2 separate regions of the Bos taurus genome follow, and region 1 is linked to region 2. The links are chromatin contacts, called in public Hi-C maps. All regions are on one chromosome and are shown on one strand. The core of a region is the stretch at or near the end of the contact, and the rest is flanking DNA. Distances in the headings are between cores, read along the strand shown.

Region 1 (3,770 bases), core at 614-3,113, 50 kb before region 2:
TGGAGAGGGATGAAGAGGAGTTTGGGAAAGACACGGGAGGGGAGAGATTAGGTGATGAGGTACAGGGGCCAAGATTAGTAGGGCCCATGGCTCTGTAAGTGAGAGGGGAATAGAACTTAGGTAGGGTTGTCCATGCACACTCTCCCACCCCAGGCTGCTTGAGCAGCCTCCTTCCCAGGGAGGCTGGGTGTTCTTAGCCCCCAAGGTGTTGGGCATTGCTGGAAACCAAGCACTACAGGGTTTCCCAGTCATCTGGGAACTGGTCTTTCTCTTGGAGCCTCTTTAAATTGTATTGTGGAGAGGGTGGGCGGGGGTCCTCCCCAAACTCAAGCAAAGTCTTCCTGTGGGTGGCTGCTGCCACCTAGTGTCCAATTGCTATATCTGTTTACCAGCCTAGTCCGAAGGGGTCTCCGTTCAGCTCAGTGGTGTCCGACTCTATGCAACCCCAAGGACTGCAGCAGGCCAGGCTTCCCTGTCCATCACACCAGGCTTCCCTGTCCATCACCAACTCCTGGAGTTTACTCAAACTCATGTCTATTGAGTCGGTGACGCCATCCAACCATCTCATCCTCTGTTGTCCCCTTCTCCTGCCTTCAATCTTTCCCAACATCAGGGTCTTTTCAAATGAGTCAGTTCTTTGCATCAGGTGGCCAAAGTATTGGAGTTTCAGCTTCAGCATCAGTCCTTTCAATGAATATTCAGGACTATTTCCTTTAGGATGGACTGGGGGCTACCTGGTCTTTAAAAACAGCATCTGGAGTAGCCACAGGCTGGGCAGGGTACCTGTAAACTCCCAGAGAAAGCAGACTTGAAGGACAGGAAGAACCTAAATCATCCCTTTCTAGGTTCAGCTCACTGCAACCACTTTTGTCTCGATGTAAGCAGAAGGTGTTATGTAGCTAGACCTAGGAAATAGAAGTGAGAGTCCAGAGGGGCTAAAAGTTGTGGGGCCTAAGAGTTTGGAGGGCATGTGGAATAGGAAGCAGGCAGACCTGGTTCTTTTTATTTTTCAGCTGTGCTGAACAGTTTGCAGGATCTTGGTTCCCTTCCCCCAAAATTGAACCTGGACCCCCTGCCGTGGAAACGTGGAGTCCTAACCACTGGACAGCCAGGGAATTCTCCAGACCTGGTTCTGATTCGGCTTTTGCTTGCGTGTCCTTAACTCTCCGAGTCTCCATTTCCACATGTGTAAAACTGAGAGTAACCCCTTCTCTGTATTACAGGCAAGGCTGTTGAGAAGATTTACTGAACACATGGATATGAAAGCAGTTTGAAAAACTGGCACAGGCGTGCTGAGGGATTACTGAGCCATATAATAATAATAATAACAGTAACTGAGGTCACAGCAGCCTGGAGCCACATCCCTGGAGCTCCTGGAAAGGGCAGAGTGAAGTGAGCCTTGGGTAGGAATGGGCACCGCCCTCCCTGACTACAGAAGTTCTGGGGCTGGCCTCATTCTTGGAGCTATCCCCAGGAAAGGTCTGGATTGTTTCAGAGGAATTCAACCTAGTCCCTAGAAGGAGAAACTGAGGCCCAAAGAGGTGGTGGGCCTGTCCTGAACCACTGAGCTACAGATCCAGGAACAAGAGGCCCGTTGGACTGCAGCCATTGAGGCCTTGGTTTTCCCCTCCTCTGGATGGGAACAGCTCAGAGCTGAGGCCCCAGAGACAGTGGAAGCAGGAAGCTCTCCTTCACTGTGGTACAGTGGGAACCAAGGCCCCCAGGTCTCCATTATCCCTCCTCCTGTGCTGGCCTCCCTGCACTCACCCCTCCCTGAAAGTCCTCCCACATTCCTCCAGGCAACAGGAAACCCCAGCTGCAGCCCAGACTTCAAACAGCTCCTCCCTCTGGGCAGGGGGTGTGGGAGGAGAGGCCAGAGGCCAGGGGGCAAAGGTCAGCTTTGTTCCTGCCGGAGGTGGTGAGGGACCGGGGGTGGGGGTGGGGCGGGGCAGGGTAGAGCCCTTGACAGCCACACAGTACATGCGGGTGAATTCCTGCGTCCATCAGTGTGCTCGGTCTCACTGTCAGCCTGTGACTGGGAGTGAATGCGTGTCCTCGGCTTCCTTCTGGTTCGAGGTCCTGAGCTCTGGGTTTGCGTGTATGTCAGTATGTGTGTGTTTGTCTGGGTGCTCAGCCTGGGGTCCCACTGACAAGTCTGTAGGTGTCGTCATCTGTGCTCTACGTCTAGTTCACAGGCTTGCCCAGAGCTCTGTGTCCTCCTATGAGTGTGACCTGGTGTGATTCTTTGTGTCCAAGAAGGGTGTTCCTCTCCCACCTCTTCCCACCTGGCCTTCCTCCGTGTGGGCCACCAGTGGGTTCCTTTTGGAAAGTGAATCTGACTCTCTTACTCCCCAGCTCAGAACTCTTCAGTGACTTCCTGTGACGCAAGGTTTGGAATCCTAGCTTGAGGACACAGCAGACAACCCCTGCCGACCTCACCATCTTCATCTTTAGCCACAGATCCCCCTCAAAATTTTCACTCCAATCACAGCTACTTAATTTTAACTCTCTTCACAGTCCCATTTCCTGCCTCTGAGCTACTCAATTCTATCAAGTATGGATGCCCCTCTCTTGCTTTTATCAAGCAAACTTTTATTCCTTTTTCAAGTCTCCAGTAACACCTCCTGTGAGAAGATGTCCCCCTGCCCAACTGGGTTAGGACCCTCTCCTGATCTCCAACATCTGCTTTGCCTGTGCCCTTCACACTCACCACCAGTAAACTGTGAGCTTTCTGAGAGCGTAAACTGTACCGAATGACTGTCTCTCCCATCCTGAGGATGGGAAGGTTCTGAAGGTTTCTTCTATCCCAGAAAGTTTCCTGCAGTGTTGGATGTAGTGCCCAGAATGGCCGCTAGAGAGAGTACAGACATCACTGCAAGACCATCCAGGGGTGGGTGGGTGGGTGGGTGTGTGTATCTCCCGGAGTGGGAGGGAGACTTTGATATGGTACCTGGGAGAGAACTCCTGGAGTGGATAGTGGGTCCACCCAGCTCAGTACCGGAGCAGTGGAATCCAGAATAGACTCATCCCAATATGTCCTAGGCCACCCAGACTTTTTCTCTCTGACTTTTCTCAACTCAGGGATCATAACCCTTGTTTTCCTGACCCCCCAGTATCTTTTGTCTCTGGCCTTCCAACCTCCTTCTTCCATGCCTCATCCTTTGCCTCAACCCTCCCATATATAATTATTTATACTTGCCTGACTTGACCTTGCTCTACAATACCTCTGGACCTTTGCACAAGCTATTCCCTCAGTGGGAGATGATCTCACCCTCTGGCTGCTTCATCAGGCAGACTTTTCTTTCACTTCCTCCAAGAAGTCTCCCTTGGCCTCCAGACTGACCTTGCCCCTAAGTGTTGTAATTGTTTACTGTTCTGCCTCCTGGTCAGGACCAGCCTACAGGAGACATCAGTAGATGTGTGTAAAATTAATAAATGAGTCGGCTCTTTTATGAAAACAGTCCGGCACATGTGGGGCTACCCCCACCCCCAGTCTGCAGTATGTCCTCCCTGGGCTTGACTCTGGGTTAGTATCACACTTTCCCATGCTGTTCCATCAAATAAGGGAATGAGACACAGAGGGATGCCTGAGACTCTGAAGTCACACAAATCTGGGTTCAAATCCTGACTCTATCATCCGGCTGAGTGACCTTGAGCAAGCGTTGTGGCCTTTCAGAGTCTTTGTTTCCACTTTGGTAAAACGGGAATAATCCTACTTCTGCACTGCCTCATGGTGAGGCTCGAATTAGATGATGCATGTGAAACACCCA
Region 2 (4,043 bases), core at 71-2,570:
GGAGCCGCAGGCTTTTCGTTTCCTCGCTGCACCAGCGGCGCTGATGTTTCTGCCACTCTATTGGTCGTGAGAATTACAGGAGAGAATCCCCTTCTGGTACTATGCCTGGCATGTACTTCACCAGAAGTCAGCTAGTATCCTTACTGTGGTTTTTGTACTTGGCTTTTTTCTGGATGTGTGACCTTAAGCAGGATGCCTGGGACTTCTTTGAGCCTCAGTTTCTTTAACCCTAAAGTGGGGATGTTAATAGAGCCTCTTTTAGGGGGCGGCTGTGGGTTTTTGCAACTGTGCACCCCTGGATCCCTAGCATTTAGAACAGTACCTGTCACATAGGATTTTCTAAACAATGGTTGTTGATAGATTTATTCTTCCAATGCATTGAATATGTACAGGCACCAAATACTGCCTCAGATTAACTTCATTTTTCAGAAAGCAGAAAGGGGTAAAGGAACTTGCCCAAGGTCACACCCAAATCCTGCAGCCTAGACACACACTCAAGACCGTCAGAATCCAAAACCTACGCTCTTTCCATTATACCACAAAATAGAAACACAGTTCCCTGCCCCCACCACAGTTTACCTTTAATGTGATCTTTGTCTATTCAATGCGTTTTCCTTGAAATAAAAACAAACAAGCAGAAATCCCCCAAAACTTCCCCTGGACTGAGCACTTACTCAGCACTTTATGGCACAAGGTTAATTATACCTATAACAACCTCATGAGGTAGGTGCCATTGTTCTCAACCACATGTTATAAATAAGGAAACTGAAGCTCAGAAAAGGGATACTTCTGAACCTACCCAGCTAGGAAGAAGCAGAGTCAAGATTTAAAGCCACAGATAACTGATGCCACACCCACACTTTGAACATCTGCTTCCAATCACTACATCTATCCTCAAAGATAAACTCACCATCACTTTAGAGCCTATAATAAAGGGGTTTCAGAAATCATCCAGTCCTTTGGGCAGGTGGAGTAGCTTGATCCTCATGTTTACAGAACTAAAGCCCAGAGAAATGAAGTGACAGGGTTAAGGCCATAGACCGCTGACATGGCACCTATAAGCTAAATCTCACGACTCTTTGGGTTTTGCAACCCAAGCCCCTAAAAGCCCACCAACCCATCCCTTCAGACCAGTCTTAGTCCAAGGCAGTCAGGAATGTAGCCTCCCTGAGGAATGGGCATTCTAGCTCTTATGGAATGAGGCTCCCAGGCAGGCAGCCTGGCAGAGGTTGGCAGCTTGACACCCACACCTTATAGCTTCTGGGTTTACCTTGGAGGAGAGCAGAGAAAGAATCTTCCTGCCTGGATGGAGCCTGCTGCTGGAAGGAAGCAGCAGTGAAGTAACAGTCCTCAGGCTGGTTTTTTATAGCCCTTTCAGATTGCCTCTAAGTGGCCAATCAGCATCAGAGTTTCTAGTTTCAGTTTCCTGTTTCAGTTTCTCGCGCCCTGCAGCATCTTTTCTCCTCCCTTCCAGTTCTGCTCAGGGACAGCATCTCTGCTGAGCTGCTGCTGCTGCCAAGTCGCTTCAGTCGTGTCCGACTCTGTGCGACTCCATGGACTGAAGCCTACCAGGCTCCTCCATCCATGGGATTCTCCAGGCAAGAACACTAGAGTGGGTTGCCATTTCCTTCTCCAATGCATGAAAGTGGAAAGTGAAAGTGAAGTCACTCAGTCGTGTCTGACTCTTAGCGACCCCATGGACTGCAGCCTACCAGGCTCCTCCATCCATGGGATTTTCCAGGCAACAGTACTGGAGTGGGGTGCCATTGTCTTCTCCCTTTGCTGAGCTGCCTAGTAGCTAAAAGATGTAATTCAAGCTGGAGACTTTCTGAACAGCTCAAAGTATTCAAAGCAGGTCAAACTAGACTGGGATCCACAGTCCTACTGGGCTTAGTGAAGCCAGACCACCAGTTCCTCCTAAGGCAGAAAGTCTCTCACAATTTAATTGAATTAATAATAATGCCTACCATTTATTGAAGAGCTTCCCTGGTGGCTCAGAGGTAAAGAATCCACCTGCAATGCAGGAGACTCGGGTTTGATCCCTGGGTCGGGAAGATTGCCTGGAGAAGGAAATCACAACCCACTCCAGTATTCTGGGAATACTGGGAAATCCCATGGACAGAGGAGACTGGTGAGCTACAGTCCATGGGATCACAAAGGAGTCAAGTATGACTTGCATGCGTGTGTGCTCAGTCGCTTCAGTTGTTTCCGATTCTTTGAGACCCCACGGACAGTAGTCCACCAGGTTCCTCAGTCTATGGAATTCTCCAGACAAGGATACTGGAGTGGGTTACCATGCCCTCCTCCAGGGGATCTTCTGACCCAGGGATTGAACTTGCATATCCTGCATCTGCTGGATTGCAAGCAGATTCTTTACTACTGAGTCACTGGGGAAGACCCAGACACAACTTAGTGACTAAACAAGTCATATATTGAGCACTTGCTGCACACAAGGTCCAGGAAAGATATCCAATCTCACAACAGTCTTGAGAAGTACTGTCACTATTTATAATCGTGTTTTGCAGATGAGATTAAAGCTTGTGGAAATGAAATCATTCCATTGTTCTCTCAACCTGGCTGCTTCTGGCTGATGGGTATGTAGTAACACCAGTGAAGCCCATGTTCATGAGGCCATTGTCTCAGATCCTTTGCCATAAAGTGGGTCTTCCGGCCCTAGGTATTGGATTGAGCATTCTTTCAACCTTTGGATGGTGATGATTGAAGAACTAGAATGCAACCCATATTTGGAGTAAATAATTCCAGGTTTTTTTCCAGTATATTTTTGGGCTCCAAAATCACTGCAAATGAAATTAAATCACTGCAGCCATGAAATTAAAAGACGCTTGCTCCTTGGAAGAAAAGCTATGACCAACCCAGACAGCATATTAAAAAGCAGAGACATTACTTTGCCAACAAAGGTCTGTCTAGTCAAAGCTATGGTTTTTCCAGTAGTCACGTATGGATGTGAGAGTTGGACTATAAAGAAAGCTGAGTGCGGAAGAGTTGATGCTTTTGAACTGTGGTGTTGGAGAAGACTCTTGAGAGTCCCTTGAGCTACAAGGAGATCCAACCAGTCCATCGTAAATGAAATCAGTCCTGAATATTCGTTGGAAGGACTGATGCTGCAGCTGAAACTCCAATACTTTGGCCACCTGATGTGAAGAACTGACTCATTGGAAAAGACCCTGATGTTGGGAAAGATTGAAGGTGGGAGGAGAAGGGGACGACAGAGGATGAGATGGTTGGATGGCATCACCGACTCAATAAACATGAATTTGAGTAAACTCATGAGTTGGTGATGGACAGGGAGGCCTGGTGTGCTGCAGTCCATGGGGTCACAGACAGTCGGACACGACTGAGCGACTGAACTGAACTGAACAATTCCAGTAAGGATGAATCATTGCCTCTCCAAGCTGGAAGGGGGTTGATGTAACTGACCTGTGCCCAGGTGACTGGCTGCTCTCCCTAACCAACTTTTCTGTGCAGCTGCCTGCTGCTGCCTGGTTGGCTAGTTGTTGGCTGTTGTTAGGCCAGCCTTGATGAAAGGGAGCCCAAGTTGTCAGGTGTATTCATAGCCTCCATCCTTGCCACTGGGGCTATCCTTTTATGGGTCTTTTGCAAAACAGCAGGGTGGCTAAGTTTAGAGGATGGCTGACATCCACAGATGGGACATCTGACCCTCTGGCTGGAGAGCCTTGATGGTCTTTGGTGAGTGTTAGTGCGAGACAGAGATCTGCATGCCTTGCACCCACTCCCATAAGTCCATCTAATATGCCCCTTATCCCCACCTGCTTATCTCTGAAATCCCACCCTTTCTCTTCTGTGCTCTTGACCAACTAGCCAAGCCATTTGCTAGTCAGTAGGAGTTAGTGTCGGAGAAGGCAATGGCAACCCACTCCAGTACTCTTGCCTGGAAAATCCTATGGATGGAGGGGCCTGGTGGGCTGAAGTCCATGGGGTCACTAGGAGTCGGACACGACTGAGCGACTTCACTTTATTTTTTCACTTTCATGCATTGGAGAAGGAAATGGCAACCCACTCCA

What was found. Hi-C and Micro-C count contacts between places; a contact is called where the count stands out from the background.
Region 1: a contact with region 2 is called in a Hi-C map of liver, with 1.9 times the contacts expected there. The contact joins the enhancer-like site here to the promoter of IFI6 in region 2. A contact is called at or near these places in 7 of 11 Hi-C or Micro-C datasets (8-cell embryo, blastocyst, blood and 3 more).

The regions. Positions count from the first base shown.
Region 1 is chr2:125,710,129-125,713,898 of ARS-UCD2.0, reverse strand. No RefSeq gene overlaps it. Among named protein-coding and RNA genes, the nearest start is that of FGR, 23 kb to the right of the region's middle. Within about 2 kb of position 1,863, at least 6 of the 102 cell types and tissues checked have an H3K27ac peak or open chromatin away from gene starts, as enhancers often do. A contact at or near this core is called in blastocyst and liver, where this site is marked.
Region 2 is chr2:125,659,474-125,663,516 of ARS-UCD2.0, reverse strand. It overlaps IFI6 (interferon alpha inducible protein 6), which reads right to left and starts at 1,320. Exons shown (of 5, transcript NM_001075588.1): 1 at 1,271-1,320.